Regions from separate parts of the Rattus norvegicus genome. Here regions 2 and 3 are each linked to region 1. The links are chromatin contacts, called in public Hi-C maps. All regions are on one chromosome and are shown on one strand. The core of a region is the stretch at or near the end of the contact, and the rest is flanking DNA. Distances in the headings are between cores, read along the strand shown.

Region 1 (2,815 bases), core at 80-2,579:
CACACAAATGCACACACGTACTCACATTCCTGTAATTAAAAATAGAATAATTCATGCTGGGTGAGGCAGTGCACTTCTTTAATCACAGCATTTGGGAGGCAGAGGCAGGCAGATCTAAAAAAAGACATCTAGACGGAGAGACTGAATGTACAAAGCCTACTGGGTGTGGTCCTTAAGCTTTAATACCAGCCCTAGGAACTCTAAAAGAATTCTTTAAAAAAAGTTCAAGACTGCCTGGTGCCTAGTACTCACGCCTGTAGTCATCCCAACATTTAAAAGGCTGAGGCAGGTGCATTCCTTTGAGTTCAGAACCAGACTGGTCTAAGTCGATGGCTTCCAGGGCAGCCTGGACTATAGTAGTACGCTGTCTCAAAAGCAAGGGGAAAAGAAAGCTCACGGCCAACCTCGAGATCGAGGTCAACTTGTGCTACCGAACATCTAGTTTGAAAACATCAAAAGTCATTGAAAAAGTGAAAAATGAAAAAGGTGGCGAAATGTTAAGTGTTTGCTTTACTCAAGAGAACTCAAGCATTTCGTTGTCTGTGGGTTAGAATCAGGACGGACAAGTAAGTGCACTTGTCACTTAATGTCACTTAATGTCGCGGCTGAGTCTTCACCTGAACTTGGCTGCGGATCAGGAGTGCCTACGGAGTCCACAGCGTTAGCGGAAAACTTTTCCCGGGTCCTAAGGACCCACCCTCCTGAAGAACCTGAAGCGCAATATGGGCTTTCTAATCCTCCCGGTTCCGGAGGAGAGTCCTCCTTGTCCCTGGGTCACAGATGTCGGGTGCTCCCCAAGAGTGCAGGTTCAACCTCGCTGGCCGCTAGGGCGGGGCCCTCATCAAACCACGCCCGCCGCACTCGCGAAGACTCCTCAGGCCGCGGTCGCCCGCAGCGTTTAGGGATGCCAGTGAGTAGGCATGTCACTCTCCAGGGTGCCCGCCCCCTACCCTGCCTCGTCCTCTACCCGCCCCGCCCCTCACCCTGACTGGCCCTCGCCCTGGTCCTTGGGCACCTCGCCTACCGAACGCTGATTCTCTTGGCTGTCTTGCCTTTATCACGCCCCGCCCATTGGCCCGCCTCGCCCTCTGCGCGCCCCGCCTCTTGGACGCCTCCGCCTCCGCACGCCCAGCCCATCGGCCCGCCTCGGCCTATAAACGCCCCGCCTATTTGACCACCCCGCCCATTGGCCCTCCTCGCCCTCCGCACGCCCCGCCCAGTTGCCTTCCTCGCCCTCTGCACGCCCCGCCCCCGACTGCCTCGCCCTCTGCACGCCCCGCCCTCTGGGGCAGTTACCGGCTAAGGCCGCGCGCGCCTCCGCGGCTCGCCAGAGATCCTTCAGACTGGCTGGAGCGCCGCGTCGTCGCCCGCGCCCGCTGAGGGCTCGCGGCTCGGGCGCGCCCGGCGCGTGTGGCGAGCTCCAGCCGTGCGCTGCGACGAGGCCGGGCGGCGGGCGGTTAGCGCTCCGCTCGGCGGGCGGGGAGGACGGGCACGCCGGGCGCTGCACGCCTCGGCGGGCAGGTTCCGCGTCCCAGGACCGAAGCGGGTCGGTGCCCCCGTGTGGAGAGAGGGGCGGCCGGGCTCCCTGGACCCGGACGGCCCCAGGCTGGGCAGGAGGCTGGGGCCAGGGGCCGGCCATGTCCGCTCGCGCCCCGGTGCCCGCCGCTGCCCCCCGGGAGGACCCGCCCGCCGTGGCCGGAGACCGGGACGCGCTGTTGGCAGCGGCGAGCCGGCGGGCGGAGCAGCCGGCGCCCGGCGAGCGGGAGGGCAAAGAGGCGAGGGAGGAGCGGGCCGCGGCCGCCACCAGCGCGGGGGCGCGGGGAGAGCCGTCGCCGGCGCTCGTGCTGGGACACAGCGTGCCGCAAGCGGCCGTGCCCGTGAGGCCGCTGGCGCTGCACCTGGCGCACAAGGCGCGTGCGCCCGGGGGTCCCTTCGGCGGGGAGGCCCCGCCGCCGCCGCCGCCACCACCACCGCCGCCGCCACCGCCGCCGCCGCCAGCACCTCGGGACCCACCGGAGGACGTCCGTGAGGACCCAGCGGCAGCCGGCCTCGAGGACAAGCCGCCGCCGCTGCCAAAGGGGAACCCGTGGACCAAGAAGCTGCCTCAGCACCTGTCCCCGGTGGGCACCGGCGTGCCGCCGCCCGCTCAGGACTCCCCGGAGGCCGGTGAGTGCGATCCGCGGGAGGTGTTTGGTTCCTAGGTGTCATTCACTGTGCCGATTTACATAAATGGACATGTGGGAGAGGGAGCGACAGGAAGAGGTGGGACCTCAGGTTCTCCTTGACGGGTAGGGGCACGGCGTGGGTGACTGGGCAGCGCGGCCGTGTTGGGCTCGTGCCTTCACGTGTCGGCGTCCTGGACGCGGTGAATACTGTGGAAAAGTTTCCGCGAACTTGCCACAGAGTGGAAGCGAGTCGGGACGAGCCTGCGTGTGAGTAAGTGGAAGCGCGATCGGGCTCGCTCCTGAGGTAAAGTTGGTGAAACGAAAGTCTCAAAAAGCTGCCAGGTAGATGTGGCTCTGAAGGCAGCTGGTATTAGGTGTTTTTCGGTTGTGTTTCAGAATGCCTGAGATAGGACAGTTGACTGGGAGTCTGGATTGCACAGCTGGTCCCACGGTAGCCTGCCTGCGCGTTAGAAATTGGGCTGTGCCATTGCGCTCGAATGCTGACCAATGCAATACAGCCCTTGGGGCTTTATTTGGGTTGCAACAACTGCAGTTCAGAAAATAAAATTAATACTGGCTTGTATTTGGTGGCGCATGCCTATTGATGTAGAGGATTAGGCGTTCGAAGCCGGACTGAGCTTATTTATTTA
Region 2 (2,815 bases), core at 195-2,694, 150 kb after region 1:
CCCCACCTTCTGTCTTTAAAGCACTAATAAGCACTGCACAATGTTGTTCAATTTTATGGGCTTCCAACAGATACCCCGGGTCTGAAGTTTATTTGCACAATCCGAAATATAGATTACCACTATACTGCAAGAGGGCCTCTACAGCAACTAACTACCTTCCACATAATTCTCTGAAAGAAAAGTTGTAAAACCTTCAACTAGAAGAACCAGTGCATGGCAGGGGGCGAGAAGTTTGGCTCTTCTAGATTCGTGCCCCACCCCGCCCCCCGGGCGTCCCATTCTGTTAAGGGAAATATAATAATTCATTTTCAACGGGTATTTGAATACTTATCTTACTATTAGCAGAAAAAGGAGAGGAGGGAAGGAGGGAGAGACTCAAGAGCCAGAGCCAAAGCCAGAGCCACGCCTGCCTCCTGGGCAGAAGAGCTCCACCCCCTATAGTCAGGGCCAATATCTTTGGCAGTCTTACTTATTAAGGTTTACATTCTGGTTCGTTCTCATCTTAACATAAAGTTGTTAATCTTGGAAAGCATCTTAGAGCCAAAACTGACTTTTTAGAAAAAGAATGAAAACGAGTCCGGGGTGGTTCTGAAATCGAGCTTCAGGGTTGGGACTTGAAACTACGTGTCCCTAACCCTGACTCTAGGCAGACAAGTCCGGAGACTAGTAAGAGTACGTAAGTGTCAAACAGACAATCCAGAATCAAAAGAAAGCTGTCTTACACAGGGCCGAAAACTTTGGGGCGCCACTTTAGCTCCCTTGCTCCGACAAAGCTCAGAAATAAAAAAGCTCCGAAGAAAGGTTGAAAGCCAACGTGACTAGAGACAACTCTTAACAATTTTGAGAATTTCAGTCCCAGGAAAAGCTGCGAGGAGAGACGGGTTGGGAAGGGCAGGAACGCCGAGAGCAGGTTTGTGGGGCACCACTGAACCCCTCACGACGCCCACAACTGGGGGCGTGCGCGGGGCTGCAGTCCAGGTACCGGGCCGCGGCGGGGATAGGGTGTCCCGGGCCCCCCCGACACCCCTCACTCCTCACCGGGGCCGTAGAACTTGCTGCCTTTGGTCACGTCGAAGACTTTCCCATTGACCGCGAGCAGGATGCGCGGCGTGCGCGCCCCGTCGTACTGGCGCAGCTGCTCCAGGCTGAAGTCCCGCTTCTTCATGCGCGGCAGCGTGGCGGCCGGGCTCTCCTCGCCCGCCCCGGGTCCCGAGCATAGACCACGCCGCCCCCAGCGCACCCACAGCCGGTAGGCCCCCAGCAGCACCAGCGCCACCAGCGCCACGTTCAGCAGCATCTCCCCGCCCGTCGCCAGCAGCGCTGCCACCCAACTGCTCCTCGCTGCCGTCGCTCCCGCGCCACCCGGGCTCCCGTCGCCGCCACGCTCCCCGCCGCTCCCCAGGGTGCTTAGCTTTACGTCCCCATCACCCGCCGCCATCACTGCCCGCCAGCGCCTTCCTCCTCCCGCCCCCTGCCCTCCCCAAGACCGCGGCCCTGCCCACCAGGCGGCGCTCAGCCAATCACGTGAGTGGCTGGGGCGTGGCAGCGCCGGCTACTTATTGGCTGTTGGCTGGGTAACGTTGCCTGGCTTCGCTCTCGTAGCTCCAGCTCTGGCTGGCAGCGCGCGCGGGCGACGCCCCGCCCACCTCGCCCCACACTTCCCTGCTCTCACAGCCCCAACGCTTCGGCTAAGGGAGTGTAAGGGAGGGGCGGGGCTGAAGAAAAATAAAGGGGGGGGGGCCCAGAGCCGGCTATGCGCGTGCGTACTCGCGGATATGGGCGGAACGCCGTCAGGGCGCGTGCGCGGGCCCTGGAACGCCACGCGCTGGGCTCTCTTCAGCAACCCCTCCCTGCTGCTCGCGCGCGTGCGCCCAGCAGCTGCTTCTCTGGAAGACGGCAGGTTCGCGTCCGTGACGACGTAAGACTGAGGCCGCAATGGGGTTGGAGCTAGGGGCCGCATGTGAAGCCCGGATGCGGGCTTCGGGCACTCGTCCTAGATGCGCCGTGAAGCCACAGATCCGGACCCACGCTACTTTGGGGAGTACCCCTAACCGGAGTTGGACGCAAGCTCTCTGCGCCTTGCACCCCCGCGGTGGGCGTGCGCGGATAATGCAGCCTGTGGCTCTCGCTCCATAGCCCTGCTCTGGGGCCTGCGGGAGTCCTGGCTTTCTAGTGTGAATTCCACCCATCTCGCACCCTCAACTAGTTTGACAGGCTTCTGTCGCTCTGCTTGTGAGGAAGGAAGGTGCATCCAGGGAATGACCAACCTTGTAACTTTGAACAACCGAGGGTCAGGGACAGGTATAGACGAACTGTGGCAGCTTAGGGGTGAGCTACCCAGCACAAAGGAGCTGACTCAGGCTTTGGCATAAGCAGTAGTCTAGAAAAGTAGGAATGGGCTTTTCTAGCTGTTATTAGTTTTTAGATAACTGCCTTTAGTGTCAGTGGATAGGAGAGTACTACCCACTAACGATATTGGTGATCATAACTTCCCTAGAGAGGTTTTAGCATTTGAAGAAAGGAATGGGATGGGAAACTAACCATTGTACATAACACTCTAGTGGTGGCTTTAGTGCAGGGGGGGTTGAGATTTTTTTTTCTGTAATGGATTATATATTTAAGTGCTGTGGGCCATAAGGTAGAAGAGAAGGAGCATGGTAGTAGTGTTCCAATTGAAAATGTACTTAGAGAAACCGAAATTGATTTGTCATGAAATATCGTCCTTTTGTTTTTGAGGCCATCTCAAGTGTTCCAGACTGACTTTGAACTTGATATGTAGATGAGGATGACCATGAACTCCTGATCCTACCTCTTG
Region 3 (2,815 bases), core at 182-2,681, 130 kb before region 1:
AGTATATGTAAGTATAGGTTTGTGTACATGAGTGTCATGCCAATAGAAGCCAGAAGATGGCATCAGAGCCCATGGACTTGGGTAACAGAAGGCAAGCTGACAGCAGGGAGGACTGATGAATATGGCCCTTTCTCCCACAGCAGCAAGCTCTCAATCACTGTGTCATATCTCCAACCCCTGAGAACTGGAACTGGAAAGCATGGGCCAAGCACTTGTGAAATGATGCTTTGTTTGCAGGATAACAATGTGTTCATCTAAATATGTGTGGAGATTGGCTTTAATTTATCTCAAGGATATAACAGTCAAAGAAAATGGTCCCAAATAAGGACCTCACTTAGTCTTTCTAAACTGCCCTTTGAGATCCATTTTTGTTGCCAGACAAACACACACACGCTCCTTCCCCAAGTGCCATTATCTTTGGTTTGCTGTCTTTCCAAACCAGTCTTTTTCCTGTCCTGGAGTCACTGGCATTTCAGGATAACAACCTAGACCTGGATTGTAATACTATTAGGACTTCTGTTTAAAGGAGATAAAACACAGGCAGACTGAGAGATAACACACGATTTCGGGCCTTAAAAACAAGTCATTACTTTTGATCTTTTGCATCTGATTTAAAATCTCAGGACAACTAAGCTTAAAAAAAACCCTGCAGGTTTATTTACTAACAGTTTGTGATTACCTCTTTTCTCTGCTTGTAAAGATCCTTACTACTATTCAAAACAGTTTTCAAGGAAAATAACTTAGCCTAAGTCACATATAATTTGTGAGATTGGTAGCCCAGGTTAACCTGAAACTTGTTACAATCCAAGGACGGACTCAACGAGTGTGTCGCTGTGTCCCAACTTTTAATATTTGCCTGGGCAGGGGATTGCTGGGAGAGAAGGGGCTGGAACCCAAGGATTTGTACGTGCTTGACAAGCATTTTACCACTCAAGTACATCCCCACGCCTTTAAAGCAGAGTCGGTATTTTCGCTATACTATTCATCATCTTAAAGCATCACACATTAATAGCTGTATAAAGGGGAAAAACATAATAGCTGTATAAAGGGGAAAAACTACGAAGGTGTACAAGGTGGGCGGGGCTTATTCTAAGGAAGGTAATCGACTTTACCCCCCCAGGTCAAGTCTAAACACTTATTTGAAAGAATTGTTAGGGAAAGCCAAAGTCCGGAGTATGCTAGGGAAACCCTCTGGTATTGCGCTCTGCTCCCGGCTCTGAAACTGCGTCGTCCTTCAGATCAAAACGTAACCTACCAACTAGAAACATCCACTGTTAGCGTCCGCGTTTTGGTCAGTTTCACACCGACCACTTTCCATCAAACTTGGACCCACTTCCGGACCAGAGCGCGGAAGCCCCTGCCGCGCATGCGCGTCGGTCTCAGCCTCTCAGAAGTGGAGAGTGCTGACGTCACCGCCAGCCTGGCCGGTTCGGAGACCGGCGGGAATTTTTCAAAATGGGAGCATCGATGCGCCGCCCAGGCCTCTGGAGGTACCGAGATAAACTTTCGGTGGCGTTGGCGGCGTCGCCAGCGGCGGCGGCATAGAGAAAGCATCCTGATGGGCGCCAAGACCTGCTGGCTTCTCGGAGCGCTGCCTCGGAGGGACTGCGAGACGGCCGAACCCGGGGCACCGGCGGCTCGGGAACATGGCGGCGTGCATCGGAGAGAGGATCGAGGTGAGGCGGGCGGGCGGGCGCGGAACCGAGGGAAGGTCCGAGTGAGGCGGACTCTGATATTCGGGGACCGACTAAGCTGAGGTGCACCGAGCACTGTGCTGAGGGAAGGTCGGAATACCGCTTGGTACAAACACCGGAGCGGGCGGGCGCAGGCTGAGTTAGTCTGGATGAGGCGCTCGCTCACTCACTGGTGCTCAGTGACACAGGTAATGCGGTGTTCCGCGGGCAGGCGCAGTGACTGGGCAGATTGTGGAGGGACCAGCGAAGCGGCCCGCCCCTGGGAGCCCCGCCCGGAGGGGAGCGCCTGGTACCCAGCAAGTGTGTCGCCAGCTGTGGGCCCCGCCCGGTCCCGGCTCCCCTAGGCGTCGGATTGCCACTCCCGCCTCCAAAGCCGCGCTCCGCCTGCCCCCTCCCCGGGGACGGCGGTTACCGTGGCGGGAGCTGCGGCGGGAGCCTGATGGACCAGAGTTGGGACCCGAGTTAACCAGCTCATTAGAGTCCTTAGCTTCCAACAGGGCTGGAGCTTAGAAAGTCTCTCAGCATCAAGATGCCTTCCACCCCAGACACCTGCATCATCGAGGTGTGGCAGCTTCTTGAACTATGTCCCATTTTCCCCCTGGCCCATTTTACATTCCAGTTCCTACCTAGCTTTCTTGCTTTCTAGTTCTGCGATTCCTCACTTGTAATCTTTAAATTTTTTTAAGGACTTTAAGGTTGGAAATCTACTTGGTAAAGGATCATTTGCTGGTGTCTACAGAGCTGAGTCCATACACACTGGTTTGGAAGTTGCAATCAAAATGGTAAGAAAGTATTAATTATTGTTTCTTCAGTATTTTGCAAGGTACTAAAGAGCAATAGAGGGGTGCTATTCAAAATGCCCACTCTATCTACTAAAGACTGCATGCACCTGCCACCTCCCGCATGTGTGCATATGTAGTAATACATTGCATAATATAATGGATATTCAAAAGACAGTGCTGTTAAGTGCAGCATCTGAATTTAAAGACATTTAAGAGACTCTTAACTTGCTTAAGTGAAGTTTTTATACTTTATAGTGTTCGGGAGACTAATACATTTTGTTGCTATGAATACTTATATGAAAAAGTTAGCAATGTACTTAGAATAATATGCCCATGTGT

What was found. Hi-C and Micro-C count contacts between places; a contact is called where the count stands out from the background.
Region 2: a contact with region 1 is called in a Hi-C map of liver, with 3 times the contacts expected there. The contact joins the promoter of Pgrmc2 here to the promoter of Larp1b in region 1. A contact is called at or near these places in 3 of 12 Hi-C or Micro-C datasets (kidney, liver and prefrontal cortex).
Region 3: a contact with region 1 is called in a Hi-C map of liver, with 2.6 times the contacts expected there. The contact joins the promoter of Plk4 here to the promoter of Larp1b in region 1. A contact is called at or near these places in 2 of 12 Hi-C or Micro-C datasets (liver and mammary epithelial cells).

Annotation. Positions count from the first base shown.
Region 1 is chr2:125,862,668-125,865,482 of GRCr8, forward strand. Larp1b (La ribonucleoprotein 1B) reads left to right here and starts at 1,330. Exons shown (of 10, transcript NM_001415051.1): 1 at 1,330-2,166. The coding sequence starts at 1,638.
Region 2 is chr2:126,010,646-126,013,460 of GRCr8, forward strand. Pgrmc2 (progesterone receptor membrane component 2) reads right to left here and starts at 1,445. Exons shown (of 3, transcript NM_001008374.1): 1 at 1,039-1,445. The coding sequence starts at 1,438.
Region 3 is chr2:125,729,049-125,731,863 of GRCr8, forward strand. Plk4 (polo-like kinase 4) reads left to right here and starts at 1,432. Exons shown (of 16, transcript NM_001395103.1): 1 at 1,432-1,676; 2 at 2,381-2,476. The coding sequence starts at 1,647.